Regions from separate parts of the Macaca mulatta genome. Here region 2 is linked to region 1. The links are chromatin contacts, called in public Hi-C maps. All regions are on one chromosome and are shown on one strand. The core of a region is the stretch at or near the end of the contact, and the rest is flanking DNA. Distances in the headings are between cores, read along the strand shown. Region 1 holds the start of GOT1 (glutamic-oxaloacetic transaminase 1). Region 2 holds the start of SLC25A28 (solute carrier family 25 member 28).

Region 1 (3,719 bases), core at 208-2,707:
GACCTACTTGAGGGTAGAGGGTGGGAGGAGGGAGAGGATCAGAAAAAGTACCTGTCAAGTACTATGCTTACTATCTGGGTGACAAAATAATTTGTACACCAAACCCACCTGTCAAGCAATTTACCTATAAAACAAACATGTGCATGTACCTCTGAACCTAAAAGTTAAAAAAAAAAAAAAAAGTTTACTATCTACGAAGGATGTGGCAGATATGCAATGGTAACAATAGCTGACATTTAGAGAGTGGTTCTTATATGCAACTAACCACTTCGTATATGTAATAACTCACAAAATCCCCACACCAACTCTGAGGAAAATACTATTACTTCCACAGAGCAGGAACTTCCACAGAAAGGTTAAAATAACGTGACTAAACCTGCCAAGTTCGTAAGCGGTAGCCAGAATCTAAACCTAGATAGTCCGGTCCCGGGGATAGGTTCTTAACCACAAAGGCATTTTCTAAAATTTTTAAAAGTACAGAAGCACAGGAAAGAGACATTTTGGCCAGAATAAGGGTTAAGGGAAGGCTTCATGGATGAAGTGGCATTCGCTCTGGGTCTTGAAGGTCAACAGATGGACAGGGCTCCTGGGGAGGAAGGACTCGAACGGGGAAGGAACAGCCTGACGAAGAGGCACTTTGGGTACCAGCCAGCTGACGACAGCAAGATCAGGTCCGGTGCGCGCGGGAGGAAGCTGGGAAGGGACGCCGCGCCCAGATCCCGAGGTCCTTGAGCACCAGGCCCTCTGCAAGGAACCGGGGAGGAAAATCTCAAACTATTAATAGAAGAGCGGCAAAAAGGAATTCGTGGGCACCCCTCCCTGTTGGAAGGACTTTCCCTGCCAGAGACCAAGGCTGGCAGCACAGCTACACTTCCCTCAGAGGGAAACAGCCGACCAAAGTGGTCAAGGTCGCCCGCGCGGGCTCGGGAGCTGTACGTCCTGGCCGAACACTCGCGTCCCGAGCACAGACGCTGCGTATTTGGCTGCTAGCCCGTGCCCGCCAGGCCGGGCCTGGCAGCGCCAACACCTGCTCGGCGGGAACAGGAAGACCTGTCCTCGGGAACTCCCTCCGGCCACCTCCCCGTATCCTCCAGGTCCTCGAAGGTCGAACAGGCGTCCTCTCCTGGACACCCGCCGCGCGCTCGGCTCCTCCCCTCCGCGGGGAGACCGAAGGAATAACAGCCTCTGCGATAGGAGCACGCTCTACCAATCAACCGTAGTCTCCGCCCACGCCTAAGCCGGAGTAAATTGCATTGGTTACATCATTCTCGGCCGCCGATAAGATTGTTTTCTTGGATTGGCTAATAGCGTTCCTTCCCGCCTGGCTCTTCGTCGTCACAAGCTGCCGATTGGTTAATCGCGTTACCAAGCTCTGGACGCGGCTCGACCATTGGAAGCCGCGGGCCCGCCCCCGTCGGCTAGGTGAAGGTGAGAGTCTCCTCCAGTCGCAGCGGCCAGACCTGACAGGCCAGCTCCGGGCGCAGGGTGAAAGGGTTCGATTCCTGCTCTCTCGATATGGCGCCTCCGTCAGTCTTTTCCGAGGTTCCGCAGGCCCAGCCTGTCCTGGTCTTCAAGCTCACTGCCGACTTCCGGGAGGATCCGGACCCCCGCAAGGTCAACCTGGGAGTGGGAGGTAAGGATGCAGTGCTCTGGAGTGCGAGCAGCTCGGGGAGTGGAGCGGACCCACCCCAGGTCGTGGACATTGTGGGAGAAGCTGAGGCCCAGTGTGGCGCTGCTTGAAGAGGGCGGCGCCGGAGAGGAGGCTGGATCCACGAAGGCTTCCTAAAACCTGCCCATTTTACAGATCCGGGTGTGGAGTCCCTGGAAAGGGGTGATGTGTCCGAGGCCGCACAAACCAGATGTAGCAGCCAAGACACAAACTCAGTCTTTCTGATTACCCATTTTGCGTTCTTTATACTACAGCCTCATAAGAAATGGGGCTGCCGGAGCTTGTAGAGAGAGGGAGAAAAATAGGAAGCCTGATAGGCTTAGGGTTCTGGTTGCTGGGAAATGGGTAAAGGAGAACTTTTAACGCTAGGAAGCTCTGTTCTGGGTCGGTAAATATTTGAGTGACCACTGAGTGTCAATCAACTACCTTATTAAGCTTTGTGGGGGGAGACTGAGGTTTGATTTTTGCCCTTAAGGATTTAAAAATCTGCTGATGTTACACATGCTTTGAGACAGTTTAATGCTGCCCCCAGAGGGTCTGGGGAAATGGTTCTGGCCCTCACAGATGTGGTAGGAATGGGTAGAGATGGTGGAAAGGAGTGAAGTATGGATAGTAGAAGCTTACTTTCCACACATCCTGTCTTCATTTCTTTTTTTTTTTTTTTTTTTTTTGAGGCCGAGTCTCGCTCTGTCGCCCAGGCTGGAGTGCAGTGGCGCGATCTCGGCTCACTGCAAGCTCCGCCTCCCGGGTTCCCGCCATTCTCCTGCCTCAGCCTCCCGAGTAGCTGGGACTACAGGCGCCGCCACCACGCCCGGCTAATTTTTTTGTATTTTTAGTAGAGACGGGGTTTCATTGTGTTCGCCAGGATGGTCTCGATCTCCTGACCTCGTGATCCGCCCGTCTCGGCCTCCCAAAGTGCTGGGATTACAGGCTTGAGCCACCGCGCCCGGCCTTCATTTCTTGATTCAAGTGATTCTCATCTGTACCTTGGACAGCTAAGAGCATGGGTCTCAGTTTCCCCATCTGCCAAGAAGAAGATTTGTATTGGAGTGCCTCTCACATTTTTTACCCCTCACCCTCTCTGATGAATTTGTTATTCTTCTCACTGTCATTTGGATGTTTGAAGCCCCACAGACACTTACTTTCTCCGTTTGGATTTTGCCACATGCAAAGCCAGAGGGATGAAAATGGGTAGGATAAAGCCTTATGCTAGGGAATAGACTTAGAATAAAAGGACTAGAAATTGTGGAAAGAGAAGGTGGAATCATTTTGTAGCAGAGTGTGATATGAAGGACGCTCAGAATCAGGTTTCTCATAGATGATGTTTTGTCTGTGCATAGCATTTGTTAAAAAAAGAAAAAAAAGTCGGCCGGGCACAGTGGCTCAGGCCTGTAATCCCAGCACTTTGGGAGACCGAGACGGGCGGATCACGAGGTCAGGAGATGAGACGATCCTGGCTAACATGGTGAAACCCTGTCTGTACTAAAAATACAAAAATTAGCTGGACGTAGTGGTGGGCGCCTGTAGTCCCAGGTACTCGGGAGGCTGAGGCAGGAGACTTGCTTAAATCCGGGAGACGGAGGTTGCAGTGAGCTGAGATTGCACCTGGCCGACAGAGTGAGACTCCGTCTCAAAAAAAAAAAAAAAAAAAAAAAAAAAGTCTTCCCTAAGGAGTATGGGGAGGGGTAAGGAAAAATCCATTGAAAAGTGATGGTTTGTTGAAGCTGGTAATTTGTTGAAGCTGGGTGGTGGGTACATGGGCATACGTTATATTATTCTCTCAGCTTTTGTATAGGTTTGAAATTTTTCATCATAAACCTTTTAAAATAAGTCAGTACTACATAGTTTAGTCCATTGAGGGAAAATGATGTTTTTAGCAGGCAACAGAGTGGGAGAAATGTTGAAAGATTGCCTCAAATTGAATTTGAGTGGACACCATTTGGTCTCTTAATTTAAATCCCATCCAAAACCTCCAAGTGTTTCTTTGCAGCCAGATATATACAAAGAACTAGTATTACTGTCAGTGTAAATACATCTTTTTAAAACGTCA
Region 2 (4,019 bases), core at 1,056-3,555, 190 kb before region 1:
TAGAGCGGTTTCTGAAGCTAGGAAAAAGTGCCAGTGAGGGGTGGGGGCAAGTGTTATCTCTGTTAAGAAAAACCGGAATAGAAAAAGACCATTGGATTTGGAAAGGTCATTTATGACCAATGAATAAGAGAGTGAAAAATGAAAAGAGCTTAAGGAGAGAAAGGACATAGAGGTGGATAGGTCATCACTTGAGTAATCTGGCAGTAAATGGAATTAGTACTCTAGCAGGATTGAATGGGTTTTTGGTAGACCTATTCATTTCTCAAGCTAAATATGCTAGAGAAATGGAGAGACTGAACATGCTGTGGGGGATTTCCTTTTTAAAAAAATTTTTTGAGACAAAGTTCTGCTTTGTCACCCAGGCTGGAGTGTAGTGGCGTCAACACAGCTCACTGCAGCCTCGGCCTCCCTGGTGCAAGCAATCCTCCCCCCAGTAGCTGAGACTACAGGTGCATGCCACCATACCCACCTAATTTTTGAATTTTTGTACTTTTTTGTATTTATTATTATTTTGTAGAGACGGGGTTTTGCCATGTTGTCCAGGCTGGTCTCAAACTCCTGAGCTCAAGCAATCGTCGCACCTCGGCCTCTCAAAGTGTTGGGGTTACAGGTGTGAGCCACTGCGCCGGCCAGGGAGAGGTTAACTAGGTTAATGGACCCCACAGGGTGTCCACATGGCACCTTCAGGGACTCTGAAATGCAGAAATTATATGCAAAATTTTGGGTGCACAGAGGGGATGGGAGGTAGAAGTAGGAGAAGAGAATTCGTAGGTTTATTATTTTCCAAACGGTCGCGACCCAACGGTTAACAACGACCGCTTAAGAGTACAAAAAGTTTTTAAAAAGGAAGCCCAGAGAAGGGCTAAACTTTAGAAAGAAAAAAAGGAAAACATCCTTCCTATCCAAGGAAAGGCTATAAACAGATGAAAAAGTCCACAGTTGCATCATCTGGGTAAAACAGAGAAGACAGAGCTGGAAACCGCGGGCGGCTTGTGCCAACACGCTCAGGGAAGGCAAACGGAAGGCGCCCGTGCTCCCTAGCGCAGGAGGTCCTAAGGCCGGGAATCGCTGGCCTTGCCTCTCAGGACCCGGGCTGACCCGAGGCAGGCAGAGGCCCTCATCACCAGGCGGGGGGCCCATCAGCGCGCCGGCTCAGGAACAAGATGCTGACGCTTCAGACTGGGCCGGGCAGTGCGTCCGAGCTTCCCCACAGCCGCCGCACTTTCCTGCTGCCTTTGGGATGCGGCCTCCAGCCCCGCCTCGCCACCGGCCGTCATCTCTGAATCATCCCGCCCATTTCGACATCTTCCTTCCCCGCCTTCGGCTCTCGGCCTGGCGCAGAGCCCAGTGACAGCCGGGGCCCGGAGGACCTCATTCATTCAACACTTGCTGGGTTTACTGTGCGAAGGTGGATGCGAGGCTCAGTGCCGGGCGCTGGGGCCTGAGGAGCACTGGGTCCGGCCCCAGGGCCCACTCCAGACCCGACAAGAGTCTAGCGGGCCGCCGCGGTCCCCCCCTGGCTGTGAGGCGGTTCCCGGCCCGCATGTCGCAACGGCTTCCCGGACAGGCTGCTGGTCGCGCCAGCCAGAGGATGACCGGTCCAGGCCGGCTCCGCCTCATGCCCGCGACGAGATCCCGCGGGAACACGGCTCTCCGGGGCCAGGGCCGCCCGCTCTCCAGCCACGCGTCTCAGAATTTGAGGAGCGCACTCGAGCGCTGGTCGTAACGGTGCCCGTCAGCAGTTTGACGTTGAAGGCCTGTCACCGCCCCGCCCCCGACGCGATCCCGCGCACGGGGACCGCAGCTCTGCAGGCGCCAGCAAGGGGCCCGAAGTCGGCCCCTAGACTCCCTGGGCGCTTCGCTCTTTCTATAGCCAATCGGGGACCGACGTGGTGCGGGCCAATGGCCGCGGTCAAAGTATCAAGAGTGGTTGAGCCTATCAAAGTTCAGCCTTAAGTTTCTCCCGCCCTTCTAAAAAGTCAGAGGCGGGTTGATCGCACATGTCGGCCAATCAGTGACCAATAAACAAGAAGCTTCCAAGATCAAAGGGGAAAGGGTGGGATTTAGGCGCTAGCAACGCCTCAGGGCGGAGGAATGACAGGCGACTTCGCTAATACTACCGACTGATTTTTCTCACGTCAGGAAAAGGGTGGGTCTAACTCGGGGTCTGCACCAATGGTTGGTTGGGGGGCGTGTCCGCGGGGCCAAGCGGGAGCCGGAGGCCCCGGGCTCTCTGGGCCGCGCCTGAGGCGGACACTACGGGGCCGGGGGGCGGCGGCGGGACTGGTGGCAGCGGCGGCGGGGGTGGGCGCCGCAGCTGGCCCGGGTGGATGGAGTTGGAGGGGCGGGGTGCTGGCGGTGTGGCGGGGGGGCCGGCGGCAGGGCCCGGGCGGAGCCCCGGGGAGTCGGCGCTGCTGGACGGGTGGCTGCAGCGGGGCGTGGGCCGGGGGGCCGGCGGCGGGGAGGCCGGGGCCTGCAGGCCGCCGGTACGTCAAGATCCGGACTCCGGCCCGGACTACGAGGCGCTGCCGGCTGGAGCCACTGTCACCACGCACATGGTGGCAGGCGCCGTGGCAGGGATCCTGGAGCACTGCGTGATGTACCCCATCGACTGCGTCAAGGTGAGACCTGCACTGGGCTTCGAACCAGACCTGGGGCTGACCCGACCCCTGGGTCTTGTCCGGAGCCAGGATCCCGGCTGAGAGCCGGAGCCGACATGGGTTCCTTCCTGGCTCCTGCCACTACCACATGATTCGAACCGACACTCCATTCAAGCAAGGTCCCAGCTGGGAGTTGATCCCAGTCAGGAACCAGGACCTATTTCTAACCGTCAGTGAAATCTGAATCGGGACTCAGGATCGAAAATCTGTCAGCCAAAGCCCTGGACCCCACCTGGGACTAAACAGGAATAGGGTGGGATGGGGTATCCCGAAGCTCAGGTAAGTGCTACTAACTCGATTAAGGTGAAGCCAGCTGGCGTGACCCAGACCCTGAAATGGATCTAACGGCTTGAGATGTTTTCTGGGCTAGTGCTTTTACAAACTCCTTACTGTATCTTCCTTTACTGACGGGGCAGGAACCCGAATCTGGAATCTTTCAGCTAGATAAAGGACTTAACACGTTAAATCTTAAACACATGAGTGATTGGAAATCATTGTGCAGTGAGAATGCAGAGTTCCAGACTGGAAGTAATATGGGAAAGATCGTATTCAGGAAAAGGTTTCAGTTTCTCTGTGAAGCAAGCATGATACCCCACCTATTTCCTGAACATGAAAATTGAGCTGGGATTAGGACTGTATGTGCAGGGAGCACATCAGCCTCCAAACAAGAGAGATGAAACTGATAGCAATTTCTTTGGCCACCTGAAGTTGACAAAAAGGGAGAAGTTGCCTAGAAAGGAAGTGTGACGGTATTAGAAAGTAGATGTAAGTATGAAGACAATGGAATGAGATCAACAAGAGGACACGAATCTTGTGAAAGTATAATTGCATTCACAACCAAGCAGGATGATTAATGTGTACAGAAGTCAGGTCCTTCTGAAGAAAGCTGGGTGAAGAAAGAAACAGATTATTGTTCTTTACAGTTCTTATTCTTGCATTAGTAAAGGTAGCAGCCACTAAAGGTGAGGACTGAATTGAGGGAGAGGTAAACTAGAGGGGACTGTTGATATGACAAAGACCGATACCTCCTTTACATGTTAAGGGTAATAGTCAAACAGTAACCTGGCAGCTTTTTGATTTATATTTCCTCGTCAAATCAGGAAAGTGTTATGTATTCAAAAGGAGGAGAGAATCAACTTGGGAAATGCAAAGTAGATCCCTTTTACCTCCCTCTGATTCCAGTACTGTTTCATGTTTTCCTTAGTAATGTGGATAAGGAAATGGGGGGAGTGCTCATTAAGCTTTGTGAATGACAGTAAACTGGCAGGAGTATTTTAGCACAAGGTAACTCCTAACAAGGGCCATATCTATTGAAAATGGGGTAAATGTACTTGACTAAAATGGACATTAGAATGTTAA

Evidence for each region. Hi-C and Micro-C count contacts between places; a contact is called where the count stands out from the background.
Region 2: a contact with region 1 is called in a Hi-C map of blood, with 6 times the contacts expected there. The contact joins the promoter of SLC25A28 here to the promoter of GOT1 in region 1. A contact is called at or near these places in 7 of 14 Hi-C or Micro-C datasets (CD4 T cells, blood, cortical neurons and 4 more).

The regions. Positions count from the first base shown.
Region 1 is chr9:111,489,606-111,493,324 of T2T-MMU8v2.0, reverse strand. It overlaps GOT1 (glutamic-oxaloacetic transaminase 1), which reads left to right and starts at 1,457. Exons shown (of 9, transcript XM_015147909.3): 1 at 1,457-1,633. The coding sequence starts at 1,516. It overlaps LOC107000244 (a long non-coding RNA gene), which reads right to left and starts at 1,144. Exons shown (of 6, transcript XR_013398242.1): 1 at 646-1,144.
Region 2 is chr9:111,678,969-111,682,987 of T2T-MMU8v2.0, reverse strand. It overlaps SLC25A28 (solute carrier family 25 member 28), which reads left to right and starts at 2,305. Exons shown (of 4, transcript NM_001265757.1): 1 at 2,305-2,621. The coding sequence starts at 2,331.